Regions from separate parts of the Mus musculus genome. Here all the other regions are linked to region 1. The links are chromatin contacts, called in public Hi-C maps. All regions are on one chromosome and are shown on one strand. The core of a region is the stretch at or near the end of the contact, and the rest is flanking DNA. Distances in the headings are between cores, read along the strand shown.

Evidence for each region. A called contact is a pair of places that touch in the nucleus more often than the background predicts.
Region 2: a Hi-C map of uterus shows a contact between it and region 1, with 3 times the contacts expected there. The contact joins two enhancer-like sites. A contact is called at or near these places in 1 of 484 Hi-C or Micro-C datasets (uterus) and 1 of 9 other capture datasets (embryonic stem cells).
Region 3: a Hi-C map of uterus shows a contact between it and region 1, with 2.0 times the contacts expected there. The contact joins two enhancer-like sites. A contact is called at or near these places in 3 of 484 Hi-C or Micro-C datasets (neural progenitor cells and uterus) and 1 of 115 datasets of contacts at active chromatin or transcription factors (stem cell-derived neural progenitor cells).

The regions. Positions count from the first base shown.
Region 1 is chr11:19,201,977-19,206,171 of GRCm38.p6, forward strand. No RefSeq gene overlaps it. Among named protein-coding and RNA genes, the nearest start is that of 4933406G16Rik, 140 kb to the left of the region's middle. Within about 2 kb of position 2,240, at least 62 of the 459 cell types and tissues checked have an H3K27ac peak or open chromatin away from gene starts, as enhancers often do. A contact at or near this core is called in neural progenitor cells and uterus, where this site is marked.
Region 2 is chr11:19,733,605-19,738,437 of GRCm38.p6, forward strand. Gm39602 (a long non-coding RNA gene) reads right to left here. Exons shown (of 3, transcript XR_872269.1): 2 at 377-621. Among named protein-coding and RNA genes, the nearest start is that of Gm39602, 6.7 kb to the right of the region's middle. Within about 2 kb of position 3,472, at least 35 of the 459 cell types and tissues checked have an H3K27ac peak or open chromatin away from gene starts, as enhancers often do. A contact at or near this core is called in uterus, where this site is marked.
Region 3 is chr11:19,760,003-19,764,450 of GRCm38.p6, forward strand. No RefSeq gene overlaps it. Among named protein-coding and RNA genes, the nearest start is that of Gm39602, 20 kb to the left of the region's middle. Within about 2 kb of position 1,274, at least 34 of the 459 cell types and tissues checked have an H3K27ac peak or open chromatin away from gene starts, as enhancers often do. A contact at or near this core is called in neural progenitor cells and uterus, where this site is marked.

The DNA.
Region 1 (4,195 bases), core at 990-3,489:
TAGTAATGATTTCCCTAGAGATCAACAATTTTGCCTAAATTTCAAAAACAGCACAGTGTGGCAAATTAAATATACACATATCCAAGGCTTTTAATAGTGTCAATTTTGTAGTACATTCTGATATCATAGGCTTCAAGTGTTAGGTTAGTTGTTCATTTGAGAAGTCTAGTGAAGGTGTCCTTAGGTCTTTGGGGTGCTGAGTTTGTTTTGAAGGCTTGGAAGAGAGACCTTTGTACAGCAAGCAGGATACAGTGACTACCTGCACACACAGCATGTTCACTTTATTTGAATATTAATGGGCTTGTGAGTAAGCAATATTGAGAGTCACATCCTCTCCTTTAAAGGAAACTCATACTCACTGCCTATTATTCGCATTTGCTGGCCCTGGCTCTGGTCTTTGGCAAGTCTGCATGGAGACAGAATTCCTTTGATCCTATTTTCAGCATTGGCATTGTTTATGTTGAAATGTTAAAAATAACTCTTTAAAAGCACATGCCATAAGGTTAGTGAGGAAGGTGAATTTCACCTCCAGAAAACTTTGTCACAAATTTCAGGCTGTCTGCAGCCTTGTTCTCTGCAATGCCTGAGAGGTCTTGAATGGAGGAAATTCCTTAGCAAAATCTTCCCTTTCAGTTCTCTCTTTATGTGTGTGCTTCAGCCTGGTGAATGGCTAACTTGACTTAAATCTTGTTTTCTGGCCAGACTTTGTTCAAGAGAATCACAAAGTATCAATTGAAGAAGAGGGAGGAGGGGGAGGGAAGGAGGAGGAAGAAGAAAGGGAGGAGGTGGTAGAGGAGGAGAAAGGGGGACTAAGGGGAGTGAGAGGAGGAGTGGGGGAGGGGAGAAAAAGACCAGAAGCAGGACATGAGCATCCTAATTGATGCCACTATTGAAGCCAGTCCTTTATAGGACCATGCTGCGCTGTCTCGTTACTATTCACTGTTTCCTAAGTAGATCTGCTAATTTAATTTTATTCTCATTTCTACGATCTGTTTTCTAGTCTTCACAGGTACTGTGAAGTAATTTTGAAAGACACGTTGTACCTGGCTATGTCTTCCGAAGTTCAGTTTTCTTCTACCCTGGCATGGTTTTTTTTTTTTTTTTTTTTTTTTTTTTTTTTTTTTTTGCTATAGGCTGCACTGTTTCATAGGACTACTGCAGGCCACCGTCAGGAAGCAGGCCCCGATTGATCCTGTTTGCTGATTTTATCCATTTATGTGAGTGGCTGCAGCAATGTTTTGTTTTTACTGAGGACATTTTTGTTCATGAAAATGCTAAGGTTACCCACAGTCATCTCTAATCTAGTAGTGAACTGCATTTTCTCTTTATCTACAGGTTGGTAGTCAGCCTGGTTGCCGACAATTGAGGAAGGAGAAGGCTCTTAGTCTGTGGTTTGGTTTGGTTTTCTGGTCATATCAAGGGGAGGGGAGTTGTGTGATCACCTAACAAAGTTGATTTTTTTTTTTCAATCAAAAATGTGTGACTGGGCCAAATATGATGTTACAGGCCTATAAGCTCCAGCATTTGGGAAGCTGAGGCAGGAGGATCATGAATTTGACACCCAGGTGTGTTACACAGCATGGCCCTGTCCAATTACTGCCCCCCACACACCCCCCCCCCCCACATGCACATGCACACACATAGTGTCTGGTTGAATGTTTTCTTTGATTGCTGCTGATTAATAAAGTTTCCCCAATCTAATCTCGAGTCCCCAGTGCAAACTGACGCCAAACTCGCTTGTATGATACACATGCCATACTGCTGTAATCTTGCCAAACCACCTGAAAAGAATTATTTTCCTTGCCCACACACACAAAAAAATAACTGTCAGTTCTTTAAAGTTCAGACTATAAAGGTTTGAATAATTAAAACCTTTTCTACACCTTGGTAGCACGCCCAAAAAGTTAAATGTGTTCCTGTCCTAGCATCTATGAGATAATTATGGGAAAAGGAATGAGATTCTTTTAGAAAAGACACAGAAATCAAGTAGTTATTTGTGCCTGCAAATCCTCTGGGGTCTAAAGAACTAGCAAGATAATAAATTGTTTTTGCTAAAAACAGGAAGTTTGGCAAAGATGTAAAAGTACAGCTAAACTTTGGCCAGGCAACCCAAAACATTGTGTTCTTCTTTGAAAGTATTCCCAGCAAGGAAAAAAATTGGAGTGCCTTGAATCCATAGTTGCAGAAACAGCAGAGGCATCTGGCAACGAGAGCAACTTGCCAAACTTGCGGCTCTACTGCACTTGTGGTGGGAGGATGTGCCAGTTTTCCTCGACTTATGTCATGTGCAGCTGGAAACCCCGTGCATAAATAAGACTCCGAGTGCTGAAAAGATTTGAGCAAGCATTTCTCTGCCTTTTTTCTCCCTTCATCTGAACTAAAAACAAACAAACAAAAACAGAACAAAAAAAAGTCAAAAAAAAATAAAAGCATCACCCTCCCCGCCCTCCAAAAAAATTTTTTTTTCTTGGAGTTTATACAATTTGAAGTGTAGAAGATGGGGATGCCGGCTTCCCCGGGACCTGTTTCTAGAAAAAAAGTACTCAGTGCCAGCATTCTGGAAGTTGTTAGTGTCTCCTCCCCCACCCCATCAAATTCTTCGTATTCCCTCGCCAGCTTTATTAATGTGATTGTGATTATGTGGCATCTGCTTTGGACGGAGCCAATTGGATTATACTTTCCAGTTTAGTCCATCAGTGTGGAGAGACTTCAAAATGTAGGCCAGAAAAAATAAAGCTGTGCACCGGTGACGTCGGGAAGGGAGGGAGGGAGAGGGGGGCTTCTGTGGCTGCAGCTGCAGGGATGCCTGGGATGTCTTGATTGGGGAGAGATGGTGCTCCTTGGTCTTGCAGGGTGGGAGTTTTCCAGCTGGCAAGGACAATGGACTTCCTCTTGTTCTCCTGCACTGCACTGGGTGATTTGTCTGCGAATTTTGGACTCAGGATTCCAGGGGAGACACTGCCCAGTTCAATTTCTGCCATTTATCTGGAGCTGAAGGCAACTGTTCTCCCCTTTATATCTCTCTTTTGAGTAGAGGGAACAGGATGCGATATACCCGCTTAAAGCTAAGCAAACTCCACTTTAGAAGAGGGCATGTGCACACGGGAATCCAGCGGTGGCCACAGAGGGACAGACGTCTCAGTCCCAGCCAGATGGCTTCTCTCTGACTCCTGTTGTGTCTTCTGCTGTCTTCTTGTTGGGGGGCACTAAAAATGTCAGCAGCCTAGTGTAGTGAGAGTCAAAAGACACACTTCAGGCCCAGGCTCCACAGCTCATGACTGTGACAGTTCTGCCTTTCTGAATTGTGATTTCCATATCCATGTCTGTCTCAAAGACAAGTCAAGAAGAATCTACAAGCAACTGTAAATCCTGCCCTGTCATCCTGGATTGTGTTGATCTATGGATGCTCAACACACACTGACTGCTCACTGGAGAGGGAGTCATGGGGTGATCAAAGGAGCCTGTGGGCATGCTTCTGCTACCCTGTGTGGTATCACTCTTGTATGAATGAATGCTACCAGCTCCCAAAATGTCATATTAAATAGATTAAAAACTAGACTATCTTCCTTTGATAACTGTTAACAGATTAAATGATTTTATTATGAAGATATTAGGGAAAGTAAAAAGCAAATCACTTTTATTTACTGCTTAGAAACACTTTTTGTAGATCAAGATTCTTTAAAAAGTATTTTTCCTATTATTTTATTCTGTTATTAAATTTGAACATAACTATATACTCCAAGCATCTTATTAATAAACATTTTCTACTTTCATTATATTTAAATACATTAAATTAAATGTTATTTTAAAATGTCTTTTAAAATTTTTAGATATATTTATTGTATGTGCATGAGTATTTTGCTACATGTGTGCCTGGGGCCCATGAAGACCAGAAGATGTCCAGCCTCTGGGATTAGAGTTACAGACAGTTGTGAACTACCATGTGGGTACTGGAAACTAAACCCAGGATAGTTTCAAGAGGGACTCTTAAACCCCTGAGTTACCTCTGTAGTCCCCTTAAGATATCCATAGCATCTCACTGCACAGGTTCTTCAGAGGAGGCCCAGCTTTTCCTCATTAGCAGTAGGATGTTCATCTTTTGCATTTGCATCTCTTGGGAATAGAATTGGTGTGTTTCAAAAAGGTCTCCAGAGACTTGCTTTCCTTAGAGAGGCCAAGGGAACAGACTTGCTGC
Region 2 (4,833 bases), core at 2,222-4,721, 530 kb after region 1:
CAACACTCATTTGACTTTTTTTTAAAAAAGAGTTTTCCCAAGGTGTCCCCTAAAATCCATGGAGCACCAGAGGCTGGTGACATATTGCTTATAGGAACTCTTAAAGGGAAGCTATGGATAGCATTTCTGAAGACCAGCCTGACACCACCTTAAAGGGTCTTTCACTGAGAGAGCCCCCTGGGGAGCAACTGGGACACACACAAAGCTTCGTTGTGCAGATCAGATTACTAGAACCCCAGAGGCAACTGCAGAGAAGAAACTCCTGGGGAAGAGAAGCATTCCCTGAAGGATACACTAATGCTCATTCCTAACCTACAAGGAGGCCACTTTAAACATCTGCCATAGTGAATGATTACAGCCACTTTGGAAAAGTTACCATCTGATCCGGCAACTGCACTTCTAGGTACACAGTTGAAGGAACTGGATCCATATGCGGAAGAGATGATGTCTGCACTCCACAGTCGTCAGAACACTGTCTGCAACAGCCAAGATGGAAGCAACTGAAATGTCCCTCCAGAGGCCAACAGATAAAATGAGATAGGTGCATATACAAATAGATGCCCGTGCAGTCTCTACCATGCAGCACAGGAAACTCTGTCCTTCTCAGCAGCATTAATGGTCCTAGAGAACAGAACAATAAGCAAAATAAGCCAGGCACAGAGAGACAAATACTCTACTTTCTCAACTACATAAAGTCTATCTTACAGGAACACGGGGTAGAAAGGTGGCTGGACTGAAGAAAGAACACGTTTCTGTGATTTATTACACGAGATGAGGACTCTAGTTAATAATAATGTATTATGTATTTTCAAATTGATAAAAGAATAGATTTCTAATATTCTCACTATAAGAAATGAGTTGGTGATATGATGAATATTTAATTAATTTGACTGAAACTTTCTGTAATGTATACGTAGATCAAAATATCATGTTATATATCCAAAGCAGACATAATTACTATTTGTCAATTGAGAAATAAAAGTTTTTATAAGTCCACTGTAGCCAGAAAAGGCTACCCTTAACTCAAGTGGTGCCAATTTAGACTCTCCTGCCTTTCTCCCCCACGCCACGCCCAGTCACAGGACAGTCCATGGAAGTAAGGGAGTCCCCTGCCTTTGCCCCACACCCAAGCCCAGTCACAGGACAGTCAGTGGAAGTGCGGGAGTCCCCTGCTGTCTACCCCAGCTCAGTGCTGCAGGCCTCAGAAAGAAAAGACAAAGTGTAATTTGAAATCAAATCTGAAGTTTTCATTATTTATCTGGAACTGCATATTTCATATTCATACTCTCAACCCTGGCTGCCCATTAGGATCACCTGGGGAGCTTTTAAAATTACTGATGTCTAGGCATTGTCCCCAAAGATTCTTATTTCATTGGTCTAGGGGGCAGCCTGGGCATCAATATTTTTTAAGGCTGCCCAGGAGATTTTGAAGGGCATCCTGGGCTAAGAACCATGGTAGTAATGTTGAATTAAGAACATTTTTGCAAACAGAAGATCATGGAGTGGCTAACAACGTGACAGAACTCTTCATCTCACCCAGGGGATGAAGAAAGGTGGCACAGCTCCCACACAATCAGGAGGAGCAGAAGATGCTATTTACCATGGCGCTCTGCAGGAGTCCTCACACTCCAGCAAACCCCGCATTTTTGGAGGAGATCAGGGGGGAGGGGGAGGACGCTGCAAAGATGGCTCAGTGGTTAAAAGCACACACTGCTCTTGCAGAAGACATGAGTTCAGTTCCCAGTGTTGATATTCTGTCTGGACTCCACCCCCAGTTTCCTGGCAGCAGCGAGGTAGGCCTGGCCCACTATAAAAGGGGCTGCTTGTTCTCTTACTCTCTCTTACTCCTGCTCCTCTCCCTTGCCTCTTGCCCCTTGTTCCCCATTCCACACACACACACCCCACACACATGGTCATGGCCTCTATTTCTCTACTCTCTCTTTCTGTCTCTACTACTCTCTTAATTCCCCTCCCCATGCCCTGAATAAACTCTATTCTATACTATACCATCATGTGGCTGCTCCCTCAGGGGGAAGAGATGCCTTGACATGGGCCCACCGAGGGACCCCCTTCCCCCATACCTCAGCACACTCCCATAGAACATTTTAGAGTTCTTTATCGTTTTATAACTATAACACCCAGCACCCATGTAGGATGACTCACAACCACCAGTAATCTAGCTCTAGGGGATCCAATGCCTTCTCCTAGCCTCCTCAAGTACCTACAGACACACACACACACACACACACACACACCACACCACACACAAACACTTTTTTTAATAAAATAAATCTTTAAAAAGTTGAGAATCCTCCTCCGGACAAGGCAGGTCTTTGTGTTGCCCTGTACCTGCCTCTAAAGGAACTCAAGCCTCCAGCTCAGGGACACTGACCCAGTTAGTTAAGTGAGAGTGCCCCACCCACACCCTCACTCCCACCCCTATCACGCTTTTCCACGATCTCCTAACTAGACTCTGATAGAGCAGACTTCCCAGTTACACATCACCACCATGCCTACTGGCCTGAGTCACTTACTCAGTAGCCATACTCCCTTAATAAAGGCAGGACGCAGTAACAAGAAAGCAACAGCCAGTGTATTTGTCAGCTGACATCCACACGTAGCCTCACTCTGTCAACACAGGCACTGTCTACACGGGTGCCTACAACTCCAAGCCCTTCAACATATCTGACTCCTCGAGCCCACGCTTATGGTGTAATTCTATCAAACAGACAGGGACTGGTTGCCAAATACATCCAGGGCCAAGAGATCGCCCTTCACTGTTAGAGGCTCCTACAGCGTGACCAGGAGAACAGCCTCTCCATAACCTAAAAAGGAAAGCAACTCACCCTAAGTCCATGCTTGTATCAAGAGCAGCCTTCTTCAGCATCAACTGCTGTCTTTCATTTGACTCAAAAATATTTTTTAACTAGCAATAAAATGTATTCCACTGTGATCCCATGCTGAGAGAGAAGTCTATACTTGGTGGGAAAGGCCCTCTGTCCCAGCATATTCTTCCAGACTATTACAGAACAGGGAAAACTATATCTGAGAGTTGAGTCCAACCAGAGGCGAAGTCCCAGTCTCTGATTTCATTTAAAAAAAAAAAAAAAGTTCACTGCTGCTCCCCTCCCCCACACTGTGAAAACTACCACCTTCCAGAGATCAATAAAAAAGGTCCCACACAGTTGCAAAAGACAAGGTTTTCTCCCTTTATAAGCACACTTGAAAGATGGGGGGAGGTCTTGAGGGTGAAAGTGATCTAAGGACACTGTGTATATAAAGTTCCTCTAGAACTTGGTTATTTCATTTTTTCTTGGAATAGCACACACTGTGCCTTCTACCCTGAGTAGCTCAAACAGCACCCAGTGTCAAGGCCGAGCCTTTGGTTTTAATCAGGGACTAAAGCCTAGAACGTTAGACAAAGAGAGCAGTTGCTGGTTACAGTACCGAGGGGACCATTAAAGGTGATTTCTCAGTTCGCTGAGCTCACCCTCAGAAACAGCCACATGCTTTGCTGAGAAGCATCCGCAGGACACGGTGCACCTCCCAGCTATTTATTTAACTTTATGTGGCTGTCATAAAACTTTTTTATTTGCTTTCAGTTAGACCATAGGTTTTGACAAGATAAATTTTTATTTAGGTCTTTGCCCAGCTACAATCAGAAACAGGAGACTCACCCTCCAAGGCTGATAGATGGATTAATCAAAGCAATTCCCCGCCCCACGTTCCTTCCAGCAACCACAGGGATCAACACACAGAGTTTTTCCTTAATTAAAGAAACTCAGCAACAAGGTGATTTACCGATGATGGATCTTGCAGGCCCTTTCATTGTGTGGTCACTGTTGGCCACTGTTTGAAATTTACCAACATAAATAAAACCTCTCCATGACTAAACAAAGTTAAAGTAGCAATAAATTGAGGCTGCCATGTCCTCTGAGCTAGATCTGAGGCCAACATAAATACCAGAATGCCTTGGCTGTGACATGCTTGACACAATGACATCATGCACTCCCAGAAGGAACAGCCTCGCCCAAGCCAAAGCCTCAAACCGAACACAATTCCCCTAAATGAATCAAATTGCAATGGTCTAGACTCGCCCGTTCTAAGGACTCCACTCTGCCTTCCTCGCCCTTTTCTGTCGAGCAATCGCATTAAAAATAATCTATACGCTGATCTAAATTTTACTTTTTCTGCACGATTAAATTTTGGCAGGAGTAAATCTCTGCAATTCACACTTCCTGGGAATGTTTGGAAAGTCACTAAAAACTCAGGATTTATCAGCTTAAGGTCCAGCCACTGCCGTGCGACCCTGTGGTCTATCTGCTACTACCTTTAGTGGTGGCCCAGGGCAGTGCTTGCCACAAGACCAACACTCTTCACTTAAAAGTAACTGGGCACCAGCTTCCCTCCCCCAGGCCTTGCTTTGTCCGCATCTAGCAACATGCTGTAATGGAATGCCTCTATGCATCAAGAAAGCCAGCCTACACTGGGGCCCGTCAGCCCTCACACCACTACTCAGAGGAGAGAGGGGAGAAACGTTGAAAATGCACTTGGAGGATGGCAAATTAAAAATGGAGAAAGTCTAATAACTAATTGGTGAAATCATAAAAGCTGCCGTAAAAGACATTTTCCTTAAACTACTTTACACAAGGCTATATAATTTTATGTCACTTTTTATTTATGTTGCTGTAATGAAAGCTGTTCTGGGAGATGAAGGGCTTCTGAAGAGAGAAATTGAACTACTTCTGAGAGGAGGAAAAAGCCTGCAGACCTAGGGCTTGGGACAGATTCCTTCAGAAAGACAGGAGGGCTGGGAGGGCTATCTGTTCACTC
Region 3 (4,448 bases), core at 24-2,523, 560 kb after region 1:
ATTCCCTTTGGACCCAAGGCCATCCTAATGACCTGTCCCGTACTGGCTAGTTTTATGTCACCTTGACACAAGCTAGAGTCATTTGAGAAGAAAGACTCCAACTGAGAAAATGCTTCCATAAGATTGGCCTGTAGGCAAATCTGTAGGGTGTTTTCTTTATTAGTGACTGATGAGAATGGGCCCGGTCTATTGTGGGTGGTGCCTCCCCTGGCTGGTGATCCTGGGTGCCATAAGAAAACAAGCTGATCAAGCCATGGAGAGCAAGCACATTCTGAGGTACAGGGGGAGATGTTAAGACTTTAACACATGAACTGGGGGCCCAGAACTCAGCCCTTCTTTAAGGATAGCTAGATACTACATGTTTTGAGGTGTGGCTCTCCAGAGAATGCTGATAAATAAACACACTTAAAACTAACTATACAAATAACGAAGCACCTCTGCCCCGATGGTCACAGGAGTGACTATAAAACCTAGGCATGGTTATATACTCTTCCCAGAAACGATGGGGATCTGTGGATTATAATCTAGGATTCACATAAAGAATACTGCACGCAGCATTAGGGTAATTTTCCTCAAAGGAACAGCTTCGCTTTAATTCTGTACGTTTTAAGATATCCAGAATCACTTTCCCTAAGCAATTATGATTTCACAAAACGCTGTCAGGGCATTTGCAGAGTTTTACTGCCCAGATAGAACCCGATGCCTGGAGCTTTGGGGAGTGATTTATTATTTGCTCTGGTGGAAGGTTGCTAAGTAAGATTTATTCAGTAAGAACAGCCATCTGAACGGTACGTAAGATATGTGTTTGGCTGTGAGGGAGACTTCTTTTTCTCCTTTCTTCAAGTGGGCTTACTCTCTATACTCAGAAATATGCACATTTGCATCCCCACTTTGGTGACATTAGGGGCACTGCTAGGCATTTTGACAAATCAGTTCCTTTCCACTGTTCCCATTTGAACTTTAGCTCTCAGAAACGTTTAACAAACTGTCATACTAAAAACAGCCAAGAGCAGTGCCGAAGACCGTTGATGAAATCTCTTGGGTATCCATCCGCTTTCCATGTTTCATTCTGAATATTTCTTCATTGCATTTTCTGAGGGCTACGGACGTCCTGGGAAGCAAAGCAGCCAATGCTTTCACTCATACCATCTCAGAGAACTCCGATTCTTAAGAAAAAGAAAACAGCGATAATGCCAACTTTGTTTCTCAGAGCTGTAAAAAGTAACAGGCGCCATTGTTGGCCTACTTGCGCCCCCTAGTGTCTATAACGTACTGTTGCTTTTTGCAAAGGGGATGCTGAAGAATTGGAACCAAAGGAAGCTGCTATCCCTATTTTCCTCTACTTAAGATACAATAACCTCCTTCACGCCAAGGTGGCCGGCACTTTGTAGCTCGCCTTCTCCCCAGAAGGTCTGCATTTCATCGAGAGCACTGAGGCAGAGGCAACGCTGCTTGATGGCAAAAATTCAGGCAGAAGAAAGCAGTTTCCTTTGCACTCAGGCTGGGGTTTGGAGTGGGTACAGTGGAACTTTTAAAGAGTCATCAACACCTCTAATCCCTGCCCTTCTACCAGCAGACAGAGGGGGGAAACAACACATCTCTTGCTTCTGCTTCTACACTAGGCCATCCCCATCCCTGTGCCTGGCTGAAATTTCAGCTCTGGGTGGCCATGTCCAGCAGGGTACCTCACCAAGAGCACAGCAACCGGGTGGAAACACATGGGAATGTTCTGGGCGGAGTCCAACAACCCTCCCAAGGCTCCCTGTGTAGGTCAGGGAGTTCTGAGGGCAGACTGCCATTCTCCAAGACAGCATTAGACTGAAGCAGGCAGCACGGAGCAGAGCAGAGTGGTGAGAGGGAGGCTGGACAGGGCTAGGTAGGAGAGGTTTCTGAGCTCTGGCCTCAGCTCCTTACTTAACTTCTCCCAGGTATTTGGAATTGGCTTCTTCCCCAATTAGAAGAAACGGTGGACACCATACAGCCAGTGCCCCAGTGCAGTCCAGACAGAACCTTGAAGAAAATAGGAGGGATGTGCACACCACAGGGAAGCTGCAGGCTCACCGCCACCAATTCACACCCGCTCTCAGTCCATAACCCCAGGGGAGATCGTAGCAAGTGGCAGAGAGTCCAAGGTTGGATTCAGTGTTGTTTCAAATGTGTATAGTGGGACAACTCGAATAGAACCTGAATAGGCTCTGGCGGGCCTGAGTTTGAATCTCAATTCTGCCTGATTATCTCTATAACCTTCAGCAAGTTTTCTGTCCTTTAACTGCCTGCTCAGAGGTTAGATCCTCCAAACAGGCCCCTCAGAGGACCCCGCAGAAAGGGGCATGTTCCTTCCTTATGTGTCTTGAACTTCATAATCCCTTACAGTTTTTGTTCAGAACACATATAAACACCTCTCATAATTTTATAGTCTGGTTACGAAGTAAGATGTTTGATTTCCTCCCTGTTCAGTGAGGGCGGGGACCACAGCACAGCTCTCCTCCCTCACCCCCACCCACCCCCATCCCTGCCAGCTTATCTCAGGGAGGGACATGCAGAATACACACAATAAAAAGTTTAAGAGATTAATTCATTGGACTAAGCTTTTGCCATTTTATTTTAACACATTAACATACCACTTCCCTCCTAGGTGTGTTGTTGTAAAGGCTAAAGAGGTATAGGTATAGATAATATAGATACTGATGGTGTATATATAGGAATAGGTAGAGCGGTTGTAAATGACATGATAGAGATGATATATAGATATATAGATTACCTTGATATAAGTATATATAAAGATCATATGCATATAAATAAGTATTCTTCCCTATTTTTGCACAATGTAGGTGGCCTAAACAGGATGGTTCCTTTGCCACCATTAGAGACTCATCATAGCAGGCCCCACTGGCCACTGAGGGGTGAACTATCAGACTGGCAAACCAGAGGCCTGAACAATCCACAGATTCCACCACAGGCCCCTGAATAATCAAAACTAGTTGGCACCTTACGATTAATCGCCTTTTCTCTCTAGATGTCCCTTGATGGCAGGAAAAGTTACCTCCAGCTTCCCGCTCCTTCCTGTCCCAGATAGAGAGCAGCCAGAGGGACTGTAAATTCATCCCTAACGTTTCCAGTTGTTTGAGTTATGTTCTACCAGAACTAAGAAGGTGACTTTAAAAACAGGAGGGAGAAATAAAGGTTGCACTTCCCAGAGCAGAGAACAGGTGTAAAATGAAGCTGAACTTTAATACGAGCCCGCCCTGGAGGAGAAAGCACTAAGAATATTTTTATAGAAATCTTGCATTATGGGTAATTCTTTTAAATCCAAGCTTCAACTTGCATGACACTGAGACATAAGTCTACCACTTAATGACATTTATAACTCTGTAACAATACGTTTTGTATAAATTACTGCCGAGGCTTACCGTTTCTGATTATGATATATAGAATTAAGTGGTGTTAGGAAGGCAAAGTTTGTAAGTTATGATCTGTCCAGTTGCTTTAACTAGGAAGGTTTCTGGAGACAACTGCCTTGATGAATATAAACTCAAATGAACCTTGAATCTCTTCAATTATTCTTATTTAGGATTCATTTTCCTTTGAACTTTCATTTAACTCAGAGCACAATCATCCCATTATAAATCAAACGTGAGCTTGTCTTCCCTGCAATAACAAGGGTGCGTTAAATAATGAAGCAACACCCACGATCATAAAAGATAATGTTTCAATACACCAAAATACAAAAGGCAAAGCGATTTATTATCCAAGTTCAGTGATGAGAGTTGAGTATTTTTGTAGCAACAGACATCTCTATTCCAGACAACACGTTTTGTTTCACATTCTGTACGCTTTCCCTTTCAGCATAATGGTGCCTTGGTGTTAATGAAAGATATCAACAGTCCAGCATGCAACACTGGTGCAGATGAAAGGCTCAACTCTCTCCTTGTTCAGTTCCTCCCCCCCCCCCTCTCACACACACACACACACACACACTCACACTCACACTCACACTCACACTCACACATGGCCTCTTTTCCACTTGGAAAGAGCTAAATCATATCATTCAATTCATCCCGAGCTCTGTGCACCTCTTCCTTTTACACAGAATCACACTCAGTGGATGTGAATATACCTTTAAAAGCATAAAAGGACTCTCCATCGCACTTGCTGGCTTTCCCTCAGCATTTTGCAAATGCCCATACACATCCCTGGTACAAAATACGCTATCAAAAATAATAAAGGAAAACTCTGGAGCATCCCCAAGCTGTTCCAGGTAAATTGGTGTTGTAAAGAGGGTCTTTTGGAGTTCCCATAATGAAGTCTCTCAAATGGCATCTAAATCCACACAATGGATCAAGTAACCAAGCTCCCCCAGATGAGCGTGCATGTCTTTACAGTGATACATCACGCCCCCCCCCCCCCCCGATCCAGAACTCAGAAGGAGGCAGGTTGAGCAGGTAGAA